Linked DNA regions of Sus scrofa: regions 1, 3 and 4 are each linked to region 2. Evidence: chromatin contacts called from public Hi-C data. All regions are on one chromosome and are shown on one strand. Each heading gives the region's core, a stretch centred on a gene start, on an enhancer-like site or on the middle of the called end of the contact. The rest is flanking DNA. Distances are from core to core; before and after follow the strand shown.

Region 1 (3,433 bases), core at 616-3,115, 260 kb after region 2:
ACCAACACCAGAGGAGTGACCCCAAACCACAGCAGGCAGTGATAATGCTGGAATCCTTTACCAGCTGAGCCACCAGGGAACTCTCACAGCAGGTTAATCTTAGTAAATGAGCACAGTTAAGTGAGTCCAAATTCCGACTTGATTCCTTCAGTTTGTTACAAACTCAAAGTCTAAGCATGTCCAGAATTGACTGTCATGGGAAATACCTGCTCCTCCAAGAAGTTTACAAATGTGCCCACTGACAGTGCTAAAATGGCAGATAATCACTTAAGGTCTATAGCTGGCTCATTCCTTTGACTCATCCATTATTAAAGTGATTTTATTTTATTTTTTTCCTGGAACATGGCACTTCTAATCTTAAAAAAAAAAAATTGGGTTTTTTTTTGAAATGCACATTCATTAATCCCAAATTATCAGTCTTTCTCATAAAGGACATTATCTACATGGATATGTATACATGTCAGATGTACACTGACAACTGTACATAAAGTAAGTTTTTGCACATATTTAAATAACACGATTTAATTGGGAAATTTCCGAAGCCACTTTTGAAATTGTATTACTTACATTAGAGATCACAAGGGAGTAACTGGCTTAGTAACCAGTTTATCACATTAAAATGTATTTTTAATGTATGCTAATTTCAAAAGGCTCATAGGAGAGTCAGCAAGCTTTAGAAGTCTGCATTTATAGAATTGGGAAGAACCTGTTGGGGGTGACTTCAGTATCTCTGGGTAAGGCACTGAATTATTGGCTGTTTCCTCATTTATAAAATTGCAGCTAATATTTATCTTCTGGACCAAAAAAAAAAAAAATGTTACTTAGACTAAGTAATAAAGCCAGCAATATTAATTATAACATTATTATTCACCTTCAGAATCATAAAAAAAATGAAGAAAAAACTTCTTGGAGAACATGATTAACTCATGTGAAGATTTAAACATTTTTAGTAATATCTGGCATAGCAGATACATTCTTAATTAAAATCTCAGGATACTAAGTTTATAAGTAATTCGTTACCTAGAACCCATTTATTACTGAGAGCTGGTGATGGGAGGGGCCTGAGAAGAAATCTTTATATTACACAGGAAATTCACTGGAGCCCAAGGACGTTAAATAATTTTCCTAAAGACAAGGTGATGATCAGCAACCACGCCATAACCGGAAGGTCGAATTTTCCAGGCGTTTCTCCTTTGTTCCATCCCCGGTCATATATTTATTTATTTAGAGAAATTGTAAAATAATAAGGAAACACTAAAAGTTCTGACCCTCAGATATTAATCAGTCCACTACCAATGCGCAGTTGCTATTCCATGACAGCTTTTCAGCAACTGGAACTGTAATCATTTTAAAAGAATTATAGATTTCCAAAAGAGATGGGCCCATTTTAAATTTCCAAAATTCCCTTTTAAGTGCTGAGAATCCGGGGGAGAAGCGCGTACTGTGGCATCTTTATAGGCAAGGAACCGTCCAATGGGGGAATTTCTTATGTGAGGACAGATAGACGAGACGCGGACCCCGTAGCTACAGGGCTCGGGCAGCGCGGGGCGGTGGCTCCCGGACCCCGTCTCACTCCCTGGGGCCCGCGTCGCCGCGGACCCGCTCCCAAAACTGCCGCCACTCGGGGCCGCGCACAGAATCCGGGCGTGGGGCGCCTCCCCGGGACCGGCCTCGGCTGCAGACCCCGCAGGCAGGGGTGGTTGTTCAGAGGGTCATGGATACCGGGCAGGGGCGGCGTACCTCCGACTCGGGCGTGGTTCCCGCCGGAATCATCCCGGCGGGGGTCGTTCCCCCGGGAGTCGTTCCCACAGACGTCGCCATGATCCCGCCAGAGCGCCGCGGCCCCTCGTCACCTAGGCAACCGGGGCGGGGCCGGGGTCACTGGGCTGGGGAACGGAGACACACGCAGAGCGTCTTCCGGGTCCGGAGCCGGGTCCTCACCTGGGAAAGGGCTGGGGTCGGGCGGTGGGAGCCCGAGGCCAGGCCGACCGGGCCGCTGCGAGGCGCTCTGCTGGGAAGGCCCGCGGCGGGGCTTTGAATCCTGGAGTACGAATTCTCCTTTTCAGTAAGAATGAAAAAAAGGAAAAAAAAAAGCAATGTAAACGAACTCGTGGCGGTGTCTAATGCTAACACTAATCAAGTTCTCAATAAGTATTAAAGTGAGGTATATTATTGGAATTGACCATTGATTGATATTTGCTATTGAGGAATTGTCATTTTAAGGTGTGATATTACTCTCCTGTTTAGGAGGAAGAAATGCTTTTATCGTCTAGAGATAACATTCTGCAAGATTTAGTGATGATGAAGTGATAAAATGTGCGATTAATTCCAGAATAATGAGAGGTGGGGCATGGATTAGAAGAATCAAGATTGGGTACATGGGGGTGGGTGATCATTATACCATTCTTCCTATTTTGTATTGAATTTTTCCATAATAAAAATGTTGAAAAACAATGTGTTTAGTAATAGTACGAATGTTCTTCTCTGAGTGGTAATACTTGCTTTGATAATGAAATGCTCTTTGCTTGTATTAACCTGCTTGCGGGTTGCTTGCTATTGCAGGAAGCTTAGTGCAAAGATCAGACATTATGTAAGTGCTTCACTTTCCCCATCTGTAAAATGAAATAATAACAACGTTTGCCTCATAGCATTACTGGGAGGATTTACCATGTTAATATACAGGAGTGTTTAGAATAATGTCTGGTACCTGTAGTTAGATATTAGGATTAGGATCGGTTTGTACGTTTCTCTTGACTTTCGTCCAGCTTGTCCAACATTTGCCAAAATTGTATTTCCATTGTGGCCCTTTTTTTATATTTGCCTACTGCTTTTCAGACCAAATCACTTTAGCTTTGCATAACCTCATGCTAATTGTGCCATTTCCAGTGGTACTGTTAAGATTATGCAATTTGTACTGTCACCTGGTGTTCATGATTTGTCTCTACTTTTGTATATGTTTGGCCAATCTTTTAAGTGGATTGTAGAGTACTCCGTACCTTGATTTCACTCCTAAAGAAACTGGTTTAGTTCTTAGTTCAGAGTATTCACTCAACTATGAGTTTATGACTTCCAACTCCATTTTAAAAGGGCTACATTAGAACCTCCTCAATTAGTGAAAATATAGTCCATTTCTAGTGATTGCCAGAGTTAATACAGGAGCTACCACCTTACAAACTCATTACAATGCTTAAATATTTGACTATTTCCTTCTGATCACTACTTCAAAGAAATTGAGAACAACTGGTCACCTTCTGCTAAGAACCCTTCACATTCTTCGAATTCAGCCTTTGGTAAATTGCTAAAGCATTTATTTCTCTAAACTATAGTTCTAGGTTTCTCAAAGGTCTGATTTATTGTTCTGCCCTTTCATTGTTCTGCCATTTCTTTGATAGTTTTTTACATTTTCTTCACCCCTTTTTGGTTTTGGGCCCCA
Region 2 (3,386 bases), core at 827-3,326:
GGGAGGCTCGGTCCCTCCCCACCCTCCCCCGGAGCGCCGTCTGGGCACTGAGGACGCCGGACCCGCAGGGCCACTGGGCGAGCACACACCCCTCTGCCCTTCCCTCCCGTGTCCACGTCCCACACATCCCCAAAAATCGCGTTGGAAGACGACCACTTTGCGTGGAGTAATTGAAAACTAGAACATCAGATGTCTTGTTGGGGGGGAAGGGGGTGGGCACGAGAGATAGTTGTTACTGCTTAACGTGTTTGTGCCGGTTACACGACCGCTTTGAAATCCGCCCGGGCAGATCTGCAAGTTATTTGAATGTATTATTCCAGTACCTGTCATTTATCACTTTATTCAACACGTCTTTGCCAACTCAATAGCTTTTGATCTCACTCTGCCTCCATTTCGTAATTTCCGCCCTCTTAAACATATCAAATACTTACTTTAAAAAAAAATTAAAACGTGAACAATATCGAAACCTACCGAAAGAAATCCACCCATTCCCCGACCCAGCCAGACGCGAAGGTAAATTTTCAAAGGCAAAAAACATAAAAAGCATGTGATGTTCAGGCAGCAGTAGCAGGAGAGCGAACGATCTCTCTCTCTCTCTCTCTCTCACACACACACACACACACACGCGCACACACATCCTTGAACAAAACCCTTCTCGAACAAGTTATTTGATCTTGACTAAAATCAGCAGTTGGATCCTCTTTGTAAAGCTGACAGCCAAACTCTGACAATGGCAAAATACTCGAGCCCCAGCTAGTGGCGCTACCCCTTTAAAAAAGGAGTCGATCCTGCTCGCCTGCAGAAGTGAATACAGTATTTTCAAGCTTGCCCTGTAATAAGCATTACTGGGGGAAAAATAATAAAGGAAGAAGAAAGGGAGATATAAGTTTACCACCTCGCCATGGTCGCTATTTCTGCCCTGGGGAGTGTCTTCTGGGAGGAAATAAAGTTTAGAGCTGGATAAAAGTTGCCGGCTGGTCCTCTCTTCCCACAACAGCTGGAGCTCCGCTATGCAAATCGGATCCTTTGGCGTACATCTTACAAAGAAAAAGTCGCCAAGGGACAAAATTCTTGGTTTGCCTTCAAGGTGGAATTGAAAAGCCTTGTAGAAAATGTAAGGTCCGTGCAAGCCACACGGTGAGCCGACCCACTGCAGGGGAAAAAAGCACCAAATAAATAATGTAGCCATCAGAGCACAAACGTCTATTCCCAGACATATTTACACACAGACATCCACACTCTTAATACAGAAGAGGCAACAGATATAAAGCTGGGTGGAAAATAATAGAGCCCACAAAATTTCTGCCTCCCTTAAAAGAAAAAAAAAAAACCCTCAGCCCCCCCCCCCCCCCGCCACCTCTCCCTACCTCTCCATCTGAGGAGGTAAAATTACATTATGTATGTATGATCGGTGCAGGGATTTTTTTAAACAATAAAAATGATTTGGGGGGATGCAGAGGGTAAAAGTTTGGTGAAAAGTTTGTGGGGGGTGTGGGTGGGTGCAGAGGTGTGGGTAAGCTGGGGGCCTGGGGGGTGCCGGGGGGGTGCCGGGATCGGAGGAGCGGAGAAGAGCGAAATACCTGGAGTGAGTTGGGCTCCATCTCGACGTTCTGAATTGATTGAACTCAACATTCTCTCCAAACTTGTTGGCTTGAATGGATTGCATCAGGTCCTGGCAGGGAAAAACATTCTCTGCCTTCAGCTGGCGTAATGTCTCAATATAAAACTAAGCCCTTGCCTCCCCCCCAGCACCAAAATGATTGAAAATATGTCCTAATATTTCTCTGACGACTCAATTTTCAGCTCCTGTCAGAACTGTGTAGGGTTCCTTCCAAATGTGGGTTGATCAAATTCATAATCGGGAGAAAGGCTCCGTCCAATCTCGGCGGGAAGCGGATGGATCAAGGCAAAAAACATATAGGAAGGTTTGTAAAAATAAAATCTACTCTTAAATTGTGCAAAGATGAGATCTCCCTCTTCTCTGTCTCCCTTGTCTAGGGGTATCGTTTGGTGAGATTTTTTGGAGGAGACAAGAGGTAGCGAGCTCCGCTGTGCATCTGACAGGACCTGCTTGTATATGTCTAATATAAAGAACATTTCCTGCAGAGATTCCGGGGCGCTGCTCCTCTTTCTAATGCTCCTTAGCAGATTTGCTGTTATTAGACATGTAGATTTGTTTGATAGTTAAATTACGCTTCCTCACTGCCATGTTTTCGAGAACTAATCTGTTAAATTATCTTTTGATGCCTATTTACATGGAAGAGAAAAGTGGGTTATCGATTATATAAACATATAAATATTAATGCATTTGTTCGCTTCGCAAAAAAAAACACTCAGCAAAAAAAAAAAAAAACAGAAAGACAAGTGAGCAGTGCACACACATTTCAGGATTTTGCAAACAATATTGAACGGACAGCGACTGCATTTAGGGACTGGAACAATAAACGATGCATGATAAATCAATAAATGCGAGCAGCGAGTCTGCTCGGAATATGAATTCAGGCTCCCGGTTCTGCGTGTGCATTCTTTAATTTTGAAGTATATACACTAGTACGTGTTTACAATGCTGATGGACGCCAAGGGCGCTCTCAAATGATAATGTGTTTATATAACCCAGCGCTACAGGAATAATATACCGACTCCTACCCCACCCCCAACCCCTCCCCCGCCAAAAAAGGGAGGGGAGCTTCCTCAATAATAGTTTGAAACTGAAAAAATCCATTTGCAAACTAGTTAAATACAACCAGAAATTAAGCTGTTGAAAACCGGGGGCATGAACCGTAAGACAATAAAGGCTTTAAATGTGTATATTTATTGTTCTGGAGCCCTGGAGCATTGCGAGGTTTGCATGCACGGCTATTATGCAAACACAGAGAAACTTAAGAGCGACAGAACAAGGAACAGGCAGAGACTGCAAAGCCCTCGCTCGCTCCGACCCAGCTGCCGGTCCTCCGCCAGGCTAGATTGCATTTTCGCAGTGTTGATGTAAAATGGTGTACTCGCTTCCCCCACGCTCCCCCACCCCCTTCTCGGCTCTCCTCCCACTCCTTTCAGTATACCCCCCCCCCGCCTCCGATTTTATTATATTGGCACCAATCTTTCCAAAGTGGGTCTGGCATGCTAAAAAAGTAAACATGTACTATATGGGGAATAAGGTCTGTTATAGTATGACAGTTGAAACTTGATCTGTGATAAAATTACAGGATGTTGAAATTACTAGTAAGCTATTTTTAACGCTTTCGCAACGTTTCACCTCTAGTCACAGCATCTAGTTGAAACAGGATTACTTTAATGAAAATTATATTCACATGGCTGAAGTTAATACACCCGGCAGAGCACAAATGCCTCATATTCAGTGACTTGAGGTGGAAAGACCCTCTCTGTGT
Region 3 (3,361 bases), core at 675-3,174, 180 kb before region 2:
CGTTTATGTTTTATCCATGTCAAAATATAGACACAACACTTAAATAAAGAGGTTACCCAGGGTTCTGAGGGAGATTGGTGACTCCAGGATGAGGAGCTCTGTCGTGGGGTGCCAAGTTAAAGAGGACCCCAGGGAGAAGAGAGGCAGACAGAAGACTCCAGCCACAAAAAAAATCAGAGGGCTGAAAAATTCAAGCATTTTAATTATATAACTTTTTAAACAAAGTACATAAAATTGCTCTAAAAAGAGAAACATCAAACAGCTCTCGTTTTAATCTGTTTTCCCTTTGCGACATAGCGCTTGATCTGAAAGGGAAAAATAGCTGATGTAATTAAAAGGGATGGATTGCATTACAATCTCAGTTTCAACTTCAGTGATTAAAGTTTTTATAATGCATTTGGTATGATTAATGACTCACTGTGGGATTAATACAAGACTCAGCCTTAAAAATATGAACTTTAATAGAGCAAACATAATTTGTTTTAAATAAGACAAGTTGACTCAATGAAGAAAATGTACTTGGCTTATAAACAACATAAATCTGTTCAAATATTGGGAACCCTAATTATTTTTAAATGGAGACTCCCAAGCAAAACTGCCTTTGGTTTGGGCAATTGTTGGCTATCCTAAAATTGGTTTCTAACTAGGCAATTTGGATCTCAACTGCTTACAAATACACAACTGTTCAGGTTTGTGAGTACAGACGTGGGGACAGTTGTGATCAAAATAGTCTCCTCTTTAATAAAAGACCAAGTAAATTATGGGAAAATCAAATCCCAATTTATAGCATCTTAGAAACAACACTCACTTACTGAGCATGCTCGGACAAGGTATGTGCAAGGAGGCGTGAATAATAGTTTCGAGCCCTGCATCTGGCAGTGGGCCAGCCGTGAAGATCAGCACAGCCCATGGGGAATAGTTATCTTCAGATCCCATTACAAACTGAGTTTAAACATGTTACAGCTGCTAAAACTGGAAACTGTTCTCTCTATGTAGACTTACTAAAATAATATATGGCTGCCAAATACCTGCTTCCCACTGTAATATTACAGTTACTGTTTATGTAATAAAAAGCATAACTAAGCAGAAGAGAGAAAAAAAAAGCAATCCTGTTCATACTTGAATGTATTCTGTCTCATCTGTAAAGTCCCCAACATTCCCCCCTAATTGCTTTGATGTGCATGGTTCTGCCAGGGACTTTATCCCCTTCAACAGTGGCAGGTTGGGGATTTCTGTCCCAGAGTAAAATGCATTGACTATTTCAAATTAGAAAAAAACTATTTTAAACTGACTTTGAGGAAAACCTCTTTTTATTGTTAGGACAGATAGGTTTGTTGTACTTTTGTTTGGTTGCCATGAGAACCGCTCAAGCATTGAAGTCTGGGTATTCCAGTGGTTACTGTCTGTTGGCACCGCCCTCCATCCAACTCTATTCTCTAATCTACATGGTGACACCATGAGGGGCTCCTTTCAGCAAAAAGGACGACGACATCACCCCCCTGGCAAGGGGGTGAGAGGAAGCAGAGGACGGGGGTGGGAGGGCCACCAGGTCCTGACAGCCCTGGGCCAAGCCAGCTTTCTAGATGGGTGCTAAGGAAAATTGAATTTCTTAGACAGTTGTGCAAGTTCAAGAGGTAGGGCAACATTTCTATTCTTTTCCTTTCCTTCTTTTTTTTTTTTTTTTTTTTTCCCCTTCCCTTCACTCAACTCAGCAGCTGGCTGGCCGACAGCAGTAAAAAATACATTTCACTTTGCTGGTCAAAGGCCTAAAGCCAGAAGCAGGAAATCTGGAATTAAATGTTTCTTGTATCTGGAAAGAGGCATGACTAAGGTAAAACTGAATCCAAACACAAACCCTGCTTGTTCAAGGCTTCCAGAGGGAGTGTGCTTGTGAGTGAGTGAGTGTGTAGTCTGTGTGTGTGTGTAAAGGTCAATTGAGTGTTTTTTTTTCCCCTTCTAAATCACTGAAAGATAATTATAGTGGCTCAGGGAAAAAAAGGCTCCCAAAATAAAACAAGAAAGGCAGCAGCTAAAAGGAAACAAGTAGAAATATGACCAGCTAAGCCCTGAAGAATTGAGCGTGGTCTCACCCAGCTGAACAATCGCTGTTCATGTAGTGATTTCCGTTCAGTGCGATTTTCACTGAATGTTTTTTCAGTTATCCTGTCACGGTACAACACAATTACCCCACAGGATATGATCTTATCATCTGATTATTAGAAGTTTTTACAGTACAAGAGGACGAGAGCTATTACGGGTTTCTGAACATTTCAACATTTAACGTACACGCGATACCACTAAAGACAGGTTAGCCAACCTAAGGTCAACATGGCCCAACGCAGGAAGCATTGTATTGCATAAAGAATTTAGTCTAAAGCAACATGACTGTGCCTTGCAGATGACTATTCCTCAAATATTTGTAGTACAACAAAGATTTAATCAGCTTCTAAACTGTACAGATAAAAGCAAATAATGCACCCCAGCCCCTAAGAACTAATTACCCAGGAGAAATATTTTCAATGGGCTGCAACTCTTTAGAATGTGGTGTGGATTTCTGGTGGATGGAAGTGATGGGGAAGAGAAGCAATATATTCATTAGAAAATCCAGAGAGCTCCCCCCGCACCCCCTACATCTACATGTAGTCGGTGCATTGAAAGCTGGGTAGATAAATGGGCCTTTACTATTATCCTGATTTCACATTTCAGATTAGCAAAATGCTTATTTATGATGCCATTAATGGATCTGAAATAGGTAAGCCATCATGTATTAAAAAAAAAAATATCTTTCCATAGGCGTAAGATTTGTAGCAGCATGAGATTTTATTTTTCCCTAGGAATAATACAAGAATAACATTTTCCACCCCAAAGCAGAAACAGTAGGGGAGCCTTTTGCTATCACGGAGATTCTTATTAAATTCAGTCACTGTGAAAAGCAAGATTTTTTTTCTCCTCTTCCTCCTCCTCCTTTTATTTTTTTTTTAAATAAAGATGACTTAAAATCAACCCAAGTTAAAATTAACAAATCAATGGCATTATAACCTTGATTTATTAGTGTCTGAGCCACTAAATTATCATCATACAAGAAATTGCTGGTTTGAAAAGATTTCGGCTTTGTTAAATCTCAAGTTAAATAATGGTGCTCAGTATACTAGGTTTTTAGATCTGCCTCATCTGATATTATGAAAAATTCAATACATTTCTCTACAGCAGAAGTCAGAGGTCAGCAAATCTATTACTGTAATGTAAGTAATCTGGCAACCTGCCAAGTCTTTCTCCCTTTTATTATTTTTTTTAAACATGAAGGCAGATAATTTTATATTTACAAATTCTAAAATCCTCCAGGGCCTTGCCTCTCTCTCAA
Region 4 (3,527 bases), core at 698-3,197, 150 kb before region 2:
CACGTGGCACACTGAGTGGGTTTGTACTCTAAGAGCTTTGTGCTGTGGAGCTGCAGGAAGCTGGTACTTATCCATGGTGAGAAATGGGCTGTTTGAGGCACTTTTGAAGGAAAAAAAAAAAAAAAAAAAAGTCACACAGGTCTTGTTCCTCAAGCCCAATTGTCACCTGAAATGCTGCTACCAGTTCATCAAATGAAAAGACCACCAACATCTTTTTAATGGTCCTGGCCCCAGATGTGGCCTGTGCATCTGTGGGAATTGGACATCCATTTGTTGGTGCCAGCAGACAAGCCCACCGTTCTTCATACCTACCAGTCTTTCTCTTCAAGGTGAAATGGTCTTTCCAGATCCACTGGAAGCAGACAAGGCAGGACTGTAATCCAAGGCTCCAAGATGAACCGGGCATCTAGACCAGTCCCCAGGAGCTGACCGCTGAGCAACATTCACCTACTCACCATGGAAACCAGTGATGGAAGGATGATCCTCCCAGTAAAGATTCTGAATGGCAGCGCTGGTGCAGACGGGGTAGAAAGGATCTTTTAGAAAACCCAGGCTTGGCTACTGTCCCTCCTATGAAGAAAACATCCAGAAACAGCAGATACAGGACAGAGTCCAGTTGTCTTCAGTTTTGTGGGTCCTTGTATGAGATCTAAATGGCCTTCCACAGAGAGGGAGGTTAGAGGTGCTGTGCTTATTGATCAGTTGTCTGAATTTTGTAAAACTCCCAGGGCATACTTTGATGGTGACTCCAGATGACACAAAAAGGAGCTTCATCCTGCTGGGCTCAGGTACAGAACATGCTGGGAAAAACAGATGAAGTCACCTGAGAGGTATGGGGCAGGGCGCCAACACAAGACATTGTCAGTACAAGCTCTGCTGAAGGCTCCAATCCTGAAACCATCTCGCTCCATTCTGTAGTATCCTGCAAGCCATGGCATAGGGAATAAACGGTTCCAGCTGACATCCTTCAAGACCACAGAAGCCAAAGCCCTAGACAGGTAGTTCTAGGGCCAAGATGTCCAGGTTCCTAGAAAATGTCATTCTTGGTGTCCACACAGACTCACTCGCAGAAGATTAAAGGGACAAAACAAAAATAACTTTAGAGAAAAACAGATTTGTTTTTAACCAGTAAACATACATGGCTACTGGTTGATCTCTTTTTACCCCTTGCAATCTTGGAAGCACAAGAAGTTTTAACCAGAAAGCGCTCAGAACTTCCTTGTGAAACAATCATTCTTGAAGGTAAGAAAGGTAGTCTGGGATTTGCTTCTTTACTCTGGGAGGACGTGGCAGACTGTCGACACAGAACTGAATTGGTGCTTTTCTACATCCGCATCTTGCAAATTCACCGATAATGCTCCCATTTTCATAAGTTTAGTTCTTGGATCTGGAAACGTGGTGTCAGTTGAAATCCGGGCTTCAGTTCAGGTCCTAAAAGGGCTACTGCTGTCTTTGGCACAGAAACAACACCTCAACACAAACACCCCTTAAACGGAACCATGGAAATACGATCCAAGCCCACAAAATTTAAAAAGATAAGCCTAAAAATATGAAGTGACACTTCACCCCTCATGGTGCTAAATACTTCAGGCATGGACTTCCAAGATTCCAAAGAATGCTTAGGCAAAATAGCCCCGAGTCCTGAAAAAAGAGTCTTAGCATTTGGACTTTCACTCTGCATTAAGAATCATCTTTAAAACCAAATAAATGTATATATGAGTATAGGTAGACATGTTAAGTATTGTGTTCTAGATCTTTAATTTTATTCTAAGGTAAATGAGAGGTGATTTTGAAAAAAAAAAAAAAAAAAAACTTAGAAGATTAATTCTGGCCCCTTCTAATTTCGTCCTCTGTTAATCTCTGAAACATATTTAGATGAATGCATTCAGAAAGAGGATGGTTCAGCTGGTCTATTTTTGATCCAAGCTGGGTAAACTATGTCATTGTGTCACCTACTATGAAATCTCAGCCTCAATGACGTGGGCGCTTAATCATCTATCCTTTACTCAACAGGCCAAACTGGGAGGTGGGAAGTCTTTCTGTTGACTAATCAGAATGCCCACACTGCCCCTCCCCCTGCCACCTCCCCCACCCCTGGGGGGCGGGGGTGGGGGTGGGGGAGGTGGCAGAGGGAGCAGACCCAGCAGAGAGCTGCAAATACCAGAGTCAGATTCTAAATTGAAAACTGCCACCAAGACACAGGAGCAGAGAGATAAAGAGAAAAGGGAAAAATAAAAACGATGCAGCCAAAACGAATACCATGGAGCTGAATGACCGTACCTTGGCAACGGCTTTGCCATCAGAATTGTTGTTGGAATCTTTGCTGCCACTGAATGAATCTCTCCTCTGCGGGCATGGTTTCTTTTTGCGTGGTCTGCCTTTAAGATTTGGCGCTGGAAACAAATGGAGAACAATTGAGAGACATTCTCATTAGCTTCCTCACTACAAACCAAGAATCTTACTACAGTGGCGCCCTTTAATTGTTCAGAGACATGTCCACATCTGGGGTAGCCTCCCTCCCCCAAGATCTCGATGGACACTACACTTCTGTCCATGTTTCCCAAAGCCAAGCTATGACACTTGAACATGTCTAATTGACATAAATATAACGAAGCCCTTAGTTTTAAAGGATGTTGATAAGGAAAACGCACTTCCCCAGTGTTAGAAAAGACAGCCCTTAGCCAGGCTCCTTCTTTGCTTTTTGTTTTGTATCTTCTTTTTAGAAACCTAAATGATAATGCCAGCCCATTATGGTATCAAAGTAATGTAACGTTTGAAAACATCTCTCTTGGAAAGTGGAGACGTGAGCGTTTTCTCAAATTATGAGAGAGAGGAATTCACAATAACAATTTGAAAAATATTACATGCATTTACTAATAACGTCGTGACCAGCATGTTTCAAATCTCTGTGAATCTGGCAGGTACATGTAAATCAGCATGCTCTCTTCTCATTTTCAATATCTATATAGTTTTAAGGAAGATCTTGGGGGTTATTTAAAATAAATTCCAAAGATCACACAACAGGAGTTAGCTTGATTCCGTGGAGATTATAACTTTTTAAAAGCCACAGACAAGACCCAAAGCAAAGTTAATTTTATCTTGGATACTGAGCTTGAATCCCTTTAAGAGCCTTACAGAAAGGAGTTGCGGGGGAAAGGCTGCTGTTTATTGAGTGCTACATTCAATTTCACCCATCATCCAAGTCAAACAAAATGCAAACAAACCAACTGACTAGCCCTTGAAGAATTCCAAATTAATGAATTATACCCCAAGCAATTTCTTTAGGACTTTTTAAAGTACCCCCACTTTTTATTACTTTAAGGTATGATTATGACCATGGAAAATCCGAACAACTCGAACCCTCTTAATTGTTGCTGTTACTTATAACCACCGGTTAACCAGTGGTTTTAGGACATTTTACATTGTACTCAACTTACAAACGCAATTAATCCCACTAATTTGATTTCCTACTGCGGATAACAGTTTAGCTGTTGACACAGCCCAGGAAAGCAGCTCTGTCTTTACAA

The links. Hi-C and Micro-C count contacts between places; a contact is called where the count stands out from the background.
Region 1: a Hi-C map of embryonic fibroblasts shows a contact between it and region 2, with 2.1 times the contacts expected there. The contact joins the promoter of C14H10orf107 here to the promoter of ARID5B in region 2. A contact is called at or near these places in 1 of 5 promoter capture datasets (liver) and 7 of 47 Hi-C or Micro-C datasets (brain, embryonic fibroblasts, fibroblasts and 2 more).
Region 3: a Hi-C map of skeletal muscle shows a contact between it and region 2, with 4 times the contacts expected there. The contact joins the enhancer-like site here to the promoter of ARID5B in region 2. A contact is called at or near these places in 1 of 5 promoter capture datasets (liver), 7 of 47 Hi-C or Micro-C datasets (embryonic fibroblasts, heart right ventricle, mesenteric adipose tissue and 3 more) and 2 of 2 datasets of contacts at active chromatin or transcription factors (alveolar macrophages and skeletal muscle).
Region 4: a contact with region 2 is called in a Hi-C map of liver, with 3 times the contacts expected there. The contact joins the enhancer-like site here to the promoter of ARID5B in region 2. A contact is called at or near these places in 1 of 5 promoter capture datasets (liver), 18 of 47 Hi-C or Micro-C datasets (adipocytes, alveolar macrophages, blood and 10 more) and 2 of 2 datasets of contacts at active chromatin or transcription factors (alveolar macrophages and skeletal muscle).

Annotation. Positions count from the first base shown.
Region 1 is chr14:65,151,345-65,154,777 of Sscrofa11.1, reverse strand. It overlaps C14H10orf107, which reads right to left and starts at 1,865. Exons shown (of 8, transcript XM_001924770.4): 1 at 1,741-1,865. The coding sequence starts at 1,821. LOC102159881 (a long non-coding RNA gene) reads left to right here and starts at 2,033. Exons shown (of 2, transcript XR_307570.3): 1 at 2,033-2,159; 2 at 2,248-2,452.
Region 2 is chr14:65,407,293-65,410,678 of Sscrofa11.1, reverse strand. It overlaps ARID5B (AT-rich interactive domain-containing protein 5B), which reads right to left and starts at 2,076. Exons shown (of 10, transcript XM_021072755.1): 1 at 1,581-2,076; 2 at 896-1,150. The coding sequence starts at 1,601.
Region 3 is chr14:65,584,859-65,588,219 of Sscrofa11.1, reverse strand. All of the region lies in intron 8 of ARID5B (AT-rich interactive domain-containing protein 5B), which reads right to left. Among named protein-coding and RNA genes, the nearest start is that of MIR9836, 160 kb to the left of the region's middle. Within about 2 kb of position 1,924, at least 43 of the 83 cell types and tissues checked have an H3K27ac peak or open chromatin away from gene starts, as enhancers often do. A contact at or near this core is called in alveolar macrophages, embryonic fibroblasts, liver and 4 more, where this site is marked.
Region 4 is chr14:65,552,486-65,556,012 of Sscrofa11.1, reverse strand. It overlaps ARID5B (AT-rich interactive domain-containing protein 5B), which reads right to left. Exons shown (of 10, transcript XM_021072755.1): 5 at 2,281-2,393. Among named protein-coding and RNA genes, the nearest start is that of ARID5B, 150 kb to the right of the region's middle. Within about 2 kb of position 1,947, at least 21 of the 83 cell types and tissues checked have an H3K27ac peak or open chromatin away from gene starts, as enhancers often do. A contact at or near this core is called in alveolar macrophages, liver, omental adipose tissue and 1 more, where this site is marked.